Regions from separate parts of the Mus musculus genome. Here region 1 is linked to region 2. A link is a contact called in public promoter capture Hi-C data. All regions are on one chromosome and are shown on one strand. The core of a region is the stretch at or near the end of the contact, and the rest is flanking DNA. Distances in the headings are between cores, read along the strand shown.

Region 1 (5,057 bases), core at 2,522-5,021, 170 kb before region 2:
GGCTTGAGCGGGGATGTTATGTTCAGAGAGGGCCCACTCCCAGGAGGGGAAGCCACAAGTATTGGCAACTAGATGGTCACGTGACACCTCACCCTTCCCACCACCACCCCTTTCTGCTTACTAGGAAGAATCCTCTCCAAGTCCCATCTCCATCTGTCCCAAGAAAGATATGTCCTGGACCACAGAGGCTTTGCACTAAGTTATGTTTTACCCTCTCACTGGTTGCACCATCTCTTCTACCTGCCTTACCTTCTAGTCTTTGCCTCCACAATTCTTGCTGGCTCCAGCCCAGGGTAGTAGCATACCCTGGCACACTCCCTAACCCTGGCCCTTTCTAGAACTCTTCTTTCCAGGTCTGTAATCCTTGCCTTCGACAGTTGTGGGAGCTAGCAAATGGGCAGGACTGTTGAAACTGGAGGTGTCAAAAAATATAAGCTTCAAGGTCTAAGCCAAATTAGCCCTAAGACATTCTCTAAAACTTGACCTCCTACACCCAGACCCTAAAGTTCAGTAGGCTGTGGTAAGAAGCATAACCTGACATCACGTTGCCAAAGACCAAATGCATGCAGTCACTCACAAGGGCCCCAGGCTGCTCCTGTCCCTTCTCCAAGCTCACCTAGAAAACCATGGGTTCAGAGCCCAATCAGCTCACCTTGCTGACAAAGTCCAGGCACCTTGTCCAGAAGAGAGGTTTCCCACTAGCCTTAAGCTGTGCTCCGAGGCAGTGATGGAATCCAACAGGAAGAAGTGTTGGATGTCACAGTGTGACAGCCTGCTCAGGGTGTTCCTGAAGATATATGAGCAGCCAGTGTTGTGTGCCTTTGCGTCTGTGTGTGTGTGTTTCACTTACTTCTGTGTATTTGAGTTGTGAGTGTGTCTGTCTTCTCAATCTGGGCTCTGCCTTCCTCTCTGTCTGTTTTTTCCTCACCTTGAAGCCTGCCCATCCCCCAGGCCAAGCACTGAGGCCAGTTCTGTGTGGGCACTTCAAGTGGGCTGTTGCTGAAATGGTTGTTTTGTGGTTGGAACTGACAGTTGCCGTATCTGGTATCCCATGGGTCTGCCAGTGTTCAGACACCCTCACCCCACACAAAGGTGTCTTACAGGAGGGAGGGAGGGAGGTGCTGTGTGGGAGTTGGAAGAGGGGGGTAAAGATACCCCTCCTTTTAGTTCTGACCAGCAGGAAGAAGGGCCCAGAGGCAGCAGAGCCTGCAGAGCAATGTTGCCTAGCAACTCGAAGACTTTACCGCAGACTCACCAAATCCCGAATTCCTCAGCTCTAATTTGGGAAAGGCAGAGTCCAGATCTGATATCCTCTCTGCCCCTCTGTTTCCCCCTTCCGTCTCCCCTCTGGGTCCTGGAGTAAAAGCACAGGGGAAGTTGGCACAGGCAGAGGCTACAGATGTGTTTGTCATTTAGGCAAGGACCTTAGTTCCTAGGACATCCTGCCATTTGGTGGAGGGGGGGGGGGACTAAAGATGTGCCAGAGACAGATTGGGGAACAGATTTGCTGTTACAGGGGTGGGTGGGTCCCAAACATGCTGGGAGAGACACCCCTACACCCCAACCCTGGAATCCCAGCCAGCCTTCAGCTCAGCTCGGAGCCCCAAGCTGGCTAATCATGTTCCCAACCTGAGTGGACACTGGTATATCCCTCCCACTCATTCTCCCTTTAACAAGGAAAGCCATGACCTAGACACTCAGTGGAATAGAAGCATTCAACAGTCCTAGTGTGGCTGGCCTGTGACAGTGGGATCCATTGCAGCTTGGCTGTTTGAGGTCCCTTGTCCTGTTCAGAGACACCAGGCATTTCTTCCTCTCTACTCTAAGCAGTAATTTTTTTCCCTGTCCCTCCTTGGAGAACTTAGCTGAGGAGGACTTGAGTTTTCTCAAAGGGATCCCAACCACCTGGGTATCATGTGATACAGTCAGCTATACTACCCTGACAGGCTAGGAGGTATCATGTGATACAGTCAGCTATACTACCCTGACAGGCTAGGAGGTATCATGTGACACAGTCAGCTATACTACCCTGACAGGCTAGGAGGTTTAGAGACCACAAAAAGGTCAAGCTACATACCCCAGATGTTCCTTTCCATATCTCTGCTTTCCAGCCTCTCTCTAAACCACATCCTGCCCCAGCATGGGCCCAAAGGGCCAAAACCAGTGATAACCGCAACACTGCTTGGTTTGACAGCATCCTTTTTCTTCCAAAGAGCAAGTGTGAGGGTGGCTAACTTTTGTCTTATTTTGAAGCGGTGAATCAAAAGGTTAGGAAGTCTAGTGTGAGGAGTGGGATGGGTGGGTGTGCTAAGTCTGTACCAGGATATAAATACATTCAAAGTGGGTGCTGGGTGTACGTGATTTTATTTGGTGCAGATGGATGGAAGGATAGATAGATGGATAAGTAGACAGATAGATCACAGGTCATGGAGAGATACAAAATAGATACTTGGTCGGTGATGATGGAAGACACTTAGAACTAGTCAAAATACTGAGAATTAGAGGCTATTGGATGCCAAGTCATAGAGAGGACACATATATACCAATACTTCCAAGGCTCAGGAAACATCATGGAAGAAGGGGTAGGAAGAATTTAAGAACCAGAAGAAGGGGGGTGAGGTATGGAATGATGATTTCCAGTCATGACTTGGCTATTGAGTTAACAACAGCTGGATCACCTGCACAAGATCTCCACAAGAGTGGGCCCATTAACACTCTATCATGGAAAGAGGAGGGGCTTATGAGGTACCACCCCACCCTGAAGATTTATACACAATTAATAGTTGGTGAGGTAGGGAGAGACATTTACTTTAGGGGTGCAGTCACTAGTACAGTGCCTACAATGCTGTAAAGAAGCCCTTGCCCGTGCTCCTATAAACAACACTAACAAAATTCAATGGGTTCCTTCTCGACACCCCCCCATTCCAAAAAAAAAGACATGGCAATAAAAGGGATACTTGTGGAAAGAGTAGGGGTTATCAGGAGTGGGAAGGGGCAAAAGAGGGTAACCAGGTGAACATGGTTTAAAGGGCACAAGTAGGTCACAATGGAATCAATTAATACGTAGAATCAACGTGTGACAATACAGTGTTCTTGCTAAAAATTTTAAAAAGAAAACACTTAGTGCAGACATTGCCAGCAGTGAGAATGCAGGTATTTTTGTCTATGTGCTAACTAACAGGAGGTCTACCGTTTACCTGTGCTTCACAGGGTGTGTGGACACGGCCCTGTGGAGTTGTTTTTGCCTATTGTGTCTGCAGTGTCTGTATGTGGGAAGATACACCACACCACCCCGCCTGGGAGTATGTATGGATGCATGAGGCTTGGAGCGTCTATGTCACTATGTGCCCATCATGTAGGCTGTCTACCATCAGGTTTCTCTGTAACTAGAGTGAGGAGGGCATCTCTGCAGAGAGGGGAAATAGAGGGAGTAATGTTTGGGACTCTAGAACAGGGAGGTGGGTGAGGTTCGTGGTTTTCTATCTATGGGCGGTAGGGCGTGCTGCACCCAGATGTGTATTTGTGCCCTGGATGTTGGAGGCCTTGTGCTTACTCCGACGTACATCTGCCTGGCAGTCTGCGACTTAGAAAGCGGGGGGGGGGGTGAATTTGGGAGATGGGGTGTGTAGGAGGAATGGATGGAAGTGTGTAGGTGGAGAGGTTGGAGCACCAAAGCGAGCGAGGCGGAGAGAGTCGAGAGAAGGAGTGGTCCTCGCTCCAGTTCTCCCCGCCCACCCTGCAGAAAGTGTCTTCTGATTGGCTTCGAGGCCGCAGGGCTCAGGTTACATTCGCAAGAGTTGCGGAGCGCGGGAGACCGGACCCAAGAGGAGAGAGGCTGGTTCTGCAAGGATTCTGCGCTGGTCGGGGAGTGCCCGACAGCCCCTGAGCTGCCACCCAGCATCGTACAAACCCACCCCCGCTCTGCGCCAGGCTCCACCCCAGCCAAGGACCCTCAACACCGGCAATGGACTGCTGCACGGTAAGTCCATACTTGAACTCAGCGTGTTCTGGGGCAAGGGGCACACGAGAACCCCTGGGGGGTGAGTGAGGGATGGAAGTGGGTGCGGAAGACCTAGGAACAATGTGGGAAAGAATGGTGCTGAAATATTGTATTGGATGATGGAAGGCGCCTGCCTGATCTGAGCCAAGCCCTGGGGAAAATGCTCCCCAGCTCGCGGGGGCGTCTGAGCGCCCATGGGCCAGACAATCTAGGTTGTATCTGGATCTGAGCAGAGCTTTCATGCAGGAAAGCTGCTGCTTAGACGAGAGGTGGAACTTCCCCCACGGAGACACAGGAAAGTTGCTGGTGTGCTAGTCCTTTCCCTTGGTATTTTTTGGCCCCCAAACGATTTCCTATCCCACTGCTGCTGTCGCGGACTGTGGCAAGATCTTCACGACCCTCAGATGATCGTCTAAGCCCTTATGTGGCGAAGTCGGGGAGAATCCACCCTGGTCTTGGTGGTGATGGGCAGGAAAGAACCTAGTCAGTGTGGTTCTGGGGTGGAGCTGGTTCAGCCCCCAAAACCTTCTCCTTTGGAAGGTGCTGGGTGAGTGACCGTGAGAGGGCCCTGTGGGCAAGGGGAGGAAGTGTCTATCAGCGCCTACACGGAAACTGGATGCTGCAAGTGCCTAACGCCAAAGCAGATCTTGTTAAGGGCTCTTGTATGAAGGCATCCAGCACTGGTCCTGGCTCCTAGCTGGCTAAAGGAGTTGAGTGACCCATACCTATATAAAACGTGTTTGCTTATTCTTAGCCTCCGATCTAAGGAAAGAGACGACTCCAAATTCCTAGTGTTTTCTTTCTGTCACTCTGGCTAAAGACTCCAGAGGTTACTTAACGACAGCAGGAACCCCACCTTTCTCCCACAATGTGCAAAATAAATAAGTTTGGAAGGGAGGAATAGCCCATATCTTTGAGAGGTGACACTTCCCAATGCCCAGTGTCCAAGACGCAGTGAGAACTTAGGGGCAAGCCATTGCTGACATTTTAACTCTTGTTAAATAAATAACAGCTGCCAGAGTGCCTGATCACCCCAGGTAGGTAGGTCTTTTACAGT
Region 2 (5,075 bases), core at 1,016-3,515:
TGTGTCCTCCTATCCTTTTGTAACCCCTGATATATGTTCCCTGAGTACTTTAAATTGCATTATAATAATCTGTTCACTTACTCTCTTCCTCTGTGAAGATTGTTTTCTGAGTAAAAGTCACAGCATAATTACATCTTTATCCTGTGTCTGGGATATAGTCAATGGGACACAAATGAATGTTTGTCTAGTAACTAAGAGAACAAACACATGAATGAATGAGTGAGTGAGTGAATGAATGAATGAATGAATGAGAGTAATGGTTTGGGAATGACTGATTTGCAATATGGAAAGAAAGTTAAGGCAGTAAAGGAAGAAAAGAGATATCTTGTACATTCAGGTTGTTCATCTGTTCCTTTTGCTTATGTGGAAATAAAATTATTTCGTTTCATCAAAAGTTTATTGAGCATCCAGGTTGTGCTATGCACTCTGCTAGATGCTAAGTGAATACAAAGATGAAGATCAAAACAAAGCAAAACAAAATTAAAAAAACAAAAAACAAAAAAACCCCACTTCTTTACTTAATCCAAATTTAAGGCAAATTTGGCTTGAGTCTGAGAAGCCAGCCCGGCCGGGATTCAGCACCAGGGTGTGGCATGCTCTCATCTCACCCTACCCCTCACCCCTGTATCTCAAGGCTGAGCAACAGGTAGTCTTCCAAGTCTTGCTTCTCCTAACCTGCCTGCACTATCGCCTACAAGTACTATTTTATGGTGGATGAGGCACCTGGGGAGGTTAGTGGATTGTGGGTTCTGGCTAAGTAAGGAGAGCTGCAGACACACCTGCCACGTGAGCAGGTAGAAGGCCATCAGGATGGGGGGACTGAGAGTCATGCTGGTGGGGTGAGGGGACACAGGCAAACCAGAAATCTTGGTGCCTGCAGGGCCGGGGTGAAGTGTGTTCTGGTGTGGAGGTGATGGATATGGGGTCTTGGAAGTTGTTCATGAGATGATGCAGAAGAAAAGATGAAGTTGTACGAGTCGAGGAGGGACAAGAGATTCAAGGGTCCCTGGGGACATTAGGGGAGAGAGGACAGAACCCACCCACCCCCACCCCCCGCCCCGGGTCTTCTTGTCTTTCATCTATTCATGTGCTGTTTTTACAGCTCTGTCCACTGTCCTGGGTTCTGAGCATCTAGGACCACGGCAGGTGGAAAGCAGGAGGCGAGGGGGTTGGCCATCTTGCTTTGACATGTTGGGGCATGTTAAGCTTCTTTCTCTTTCCACGTTTCTCTGGAGAGTGGAATCTTATTTTTTTCTTACAGCTCAAGGAAGCTTCTCAGCCTTCCTGGGGATGATTGAAAGCTTGTTTTGTAAAATAACAGTCAGGAAGAAGAGCATGAATGGTTAAAACCAGGTCCTTGTCAGGGGCAGTTTGCTGGGTCGTCGGTGAGTGGCCACACCAGTCTCTATAGGAACAAGCCTACCCACATTCTCATGAACGCAAACTGGAAGGAAGACCAGTATGACACACTTTTGGGGAGGCCACTGGAGGCCTGATAGCTTGTCCTGGCCTAGCCCCAAGTTCCCAGGGTCTTAGGAATGCACCTGGGGTTCACTCTTATCACCTGGAAAGATGGGGAAGCAGATGTCCAGAAAAGGTCCTTAAGACGACATCTTTGTAATCAGAACAGGCCCTGTGTACCCAGGAACCAGCATCAGACTTGTCTTTAGTTTTAGGACAATGTGTGTTCGGGGGTAAGTGGCCTCTAAATTGGGCTGGGGGGGGGGCTACCACAGACTTTAGGGGTTAGAGGCATGTGGGATTGGGAGGTGGATGGGAAGTATAAACACTGCCAGGGGGCGCATAGGATCGTCTCACTGGGTAAAATTACTGTTAGTTTCCATAAAATCCTTTAGGGGATTGGGCCAGAAATTTAATAATCTATGTAGTCCTAAGAGGGCACAGCTCATACCCACTGAGAACACAGCCAGAGAACACAGCCAGTAAACCCAGCGCACATGCAACCGGGTTTAACACCAAGATCAGCCATTTGTGCAAACTCACACGCGTGTGCACCCTAAACGGGGATCAGGCCACGATCTCCTTTCACTCCTGGCCAGAGGCATCAGGACTTCTCAGCCTCCCCCCCCAGCCGCGGACAGCAGACCGTGGGCAACCGCAGAGGGCTCTCGAGGAGGCTCAGGCACTGATCTCCACCTGCCCTGACTCGTCCTGCTCCCGGATTCTCTGCACGCCTGCAGTCCGCAGTGAGCGCGAAGAGCTGCGCGAGCGGCCTGGCGAGCTCGGGGCCCGCGGTGGCGACGTGTGCGTCCGGCCAGTGGCAGGGGAACGTGCTGGGGAGCGCGGGTAGCGGCGGGCTGAGCGGATGGGAAGCCCCGGAGAGCGGCCGGGCACGGGCGGCGACACGGAGTAGCCAGGGGGACCGGGTTCTGTGGTGCTCCGTGGCTCTGTAGCAGGGTTTTCATCTGGCTCTGAGGAATCCTGCAAACACAGGCGACGCAAGGATCAGTTGTCCCCTGAACCCAATCTGGGAGCTCTTTGTTTTAGGGACTGGGACTAAAGAGGCACGCACAGGTTGTGTGTGTAGTGTGTCTCTCGGGAGTTTCCAGCCACACCCGCCACGTCCACTAGACGGCAGACGGCAGACGACACCTTGTGGCCCAGACATGTGGCAGGTACTCAGTAAATGTTAACATGATTCAGAGCCTCGTCTATCCTCTTAAAGTTCTGTCAAGTAGGTCTATTGCATGTGAGCAGAGAAGAGTGGAAGGGCTCTGGCGACCACCAAATAGGTCTTTTGAATAGCCTGGACATGGTGGGAGCTAGGGTGGTCCATGAGATTGTACGGTGACCGTCACTTGTATTGTGATGGGCAGGTCTGCCACTCATTTGCTTGTTTAGCCCTTCACACGTTGTTTTGTCTCTCTGTCTCATTTTCCAATTTCTTAAGTGGGGATTTTTGAAAATACTGCAGAAATACAAAGATTTCTGCAAACATTGCAAAGGAATGGCCACGTCACACGCTCCCTAGCATGCTGTAGGTTCTCATTGACCGAGTAGCTTACCTTATCCTTCAGGATATAGAGTGCCATTGGGTTCTTCCGCTCCTGTTCTCCACTTCGGGGTAGGGTATCTGCTGCATAGGGAAAGAATAGGGAGTCTGGTCCACGGACAGATCTTCTACATCAGTGGTTTTCAACCTTTCTAATGTTGTAACCCTTAAATGCAGTTCCTTATGTTGTGATGACCCCCAACCATAAAATTATTTTTTGTTGCTATTTCATACCTGTAATTTTGCTATTGTTACGAATCGTAAATATCTGTTTTGTAACGATCTTTGAGAAAAGGTCATTCTACCCCAAGAGGGTCATGGCCCACAGGTTGAGAACCACTGCTCTACACCATCCAGCACCTATATTCTGTACCTGCACCCTCTTGACTCTGATAATTCCTCATCGCCCTCTTTTCCTTTTCCCAGGAGGTCTCTCTGATGTGAATGCTGATGGGCTGGGTCCACGGGTAGCTGGGAGCTTACCTTCTGATTTTAGGCGGTCATCATTCTGATCCATGTATTCCAAGGAGTTTTGCTTCTCCAACTTCCTCTTCTTCCTGCAAATCAAACCAGCCCCCCGCCGAGAACAGAGCTATTGACCACAGGACATCTAAGCAATGGACACAGAAAGGGTTCTAATGCCCACAGAAGAAGCCTTGTGATGAGAAGATGGCAAGGAATGGTAGTCTTTGGAATGAGGCACATCTACGTTTGCATGTTAAAACTGTTGTTAGCATTGTGACCATAGGTAGGCTGTTCATTCAGTGTGAGTTTCAGAATTTTCCCCCTTGTAAACTGTAGGTTCTTTGTCTTAAAAGGCAGCACAGTAACCCAGCTAGCTGTCAAACCCAAGGAGAAATCACCATCAACCATGGCAGGGTGGTCAGAGGTAACTGAGCACAGACGCAACTCCAAATACAATGGAAAAATACACTAGGAGGAAAAAATTCAAAGAGCAGAGAATAGAATTGGGAGCTGGGGTGGAGGGATAGCCCATTTGGTAAAGTGACTGCCTTATACACATGAGGGCTTGAGTTAGTCCTAAGAATCCATTTAAAAAAGATAGCTGTAGTCGAATACAGTTGTAACCCCAGGACTGAGAAAGCAAAGGCAGGCAGAAGAATAATACCAAAAGTGTACCTCTGGATCCACACACATGTGCATCCATACATACCCATGCCAATACCAACACGTACCCATACTCATACCTATACACACACACACACACACACACACGGGAGAGAGACCGAGACAGAGAGAGACAGAGAGAAAGACACACAGAGAGAGACAGAGACAGAGACAGAGAGAGAGAGAGAGAGAGAGAGAGAGAGAGAGAGAGAGCACTTGGGAAATAAGGATAAGGCTCAGTAGTAGAATGTGACACCAGATTCAATGCTAAAAACATTCAATAGCTCAATTAACATTAAACTTGGGTCTGAAATAGACTGAAGAAAAACTAAGGTGTAGAAGTTGACTAGTTACCTAGACTTTTTTGAGGGTTTCCAGCAGGCACAAACTGTCACCAGGGTCACAAGGAGGAAGATGCCTCCTGTAGACAAGATGATATAGAGGGAGCTTCTTCCTGAGGAGAGAGAGGCAGAGCGGTAGGGGCACTTTGAGGAGGGGAGCAGGTATGGTGAGTAGAATATTAGCAGGGGAGGGAAGAGAAAAGATCCCAGGCAGCATGGATAGGCAATAGCAGAGCTCACCTGGAGCCTGCCTCCTACGTGTGGCTGTCTTCCAAGCACTTTTAGCCCAACTCTACCCCTGTCTCACTCCCTCTAGACCAGCGGTTCTCAACCTGTGGGTTGCAATCCTCCCCCGCCCAGGGGTGTGTTTGTGAGTGTGTGTGAAACGACCCTTTCACAGGGTCACCTTGCCTAAGACCATCAGGAAACATAGACATTTACATTATGATGTATAACAGCAGTGAAACTAAAGTTATGAAGTAGTGATGAAAATCATTTTGTGGTTGGAAGTCACCTCAACATGAGGAACTGGATTAAAGGGTCACAGCATTAGGAAGGTTGAAAACCACTGCTCTAGACACTCACTCTCCGGA

The links. Promoter capture Hi-C pulls out the DNA fragments that hold promoters and counts their contacts.
Region 1: a promoter capture Hi-C map of liver shows a contact between it and region 2. The contact joins the promoter of Nrgn here to the enhancer-like site in region 2. A contact is called at or near these places in 9 of 39 promoter capture datasets (the 3T3-L1 cell line, 3T3-L1-derived adipocytes, the C10 cell line and 5 more) and 2 of 9 other capture datasets (liver and pancreatic islet).

Annotation. Positions count from the first base shown.
Region 1 is chr9:37,551,459-37,556,515 of GRCm38.p6, reverse strand. It overlaps Nrgn (neurogranin), which reads left to right and starts at 3,771. Exons shown (of 4, transcript NM_022029.2): 1 at 3,771-3,979. The coding sequence starts at 3,965. Gm46107 (a long non-coding RNA gene) reads right to left here and starts at 1,072. Exons shown (of 2, transcript XR_001779124.2): 1 at 653-1,072.
Region 2 is chr9:37,381,876-37,386,950 of GRCm38.p6, reverse strand. Hepacam (hepatocyte cell adhesion molecule) reads right to left here. Exons shown (of 7, transcript NM_175189.4): 4 at 4,496-4,595; 5 at 3,497-3,570; 6 at 3,027-3,097; 7 at 379-2,442. The coding sequence ends at 2,140. Among named protein-coding and RNA genes, the nearest start is that of Hepacam, 17 kb to the right of the region's middle. Within about 2 kb of position 2,265, at least 133 of the 459 cell types and tissues checked have an H3K27ac peak or open chromatin away from gene starts, as enhancers often do. A contact at or near this core is called in liver and pancreatic islet, where this site is marked.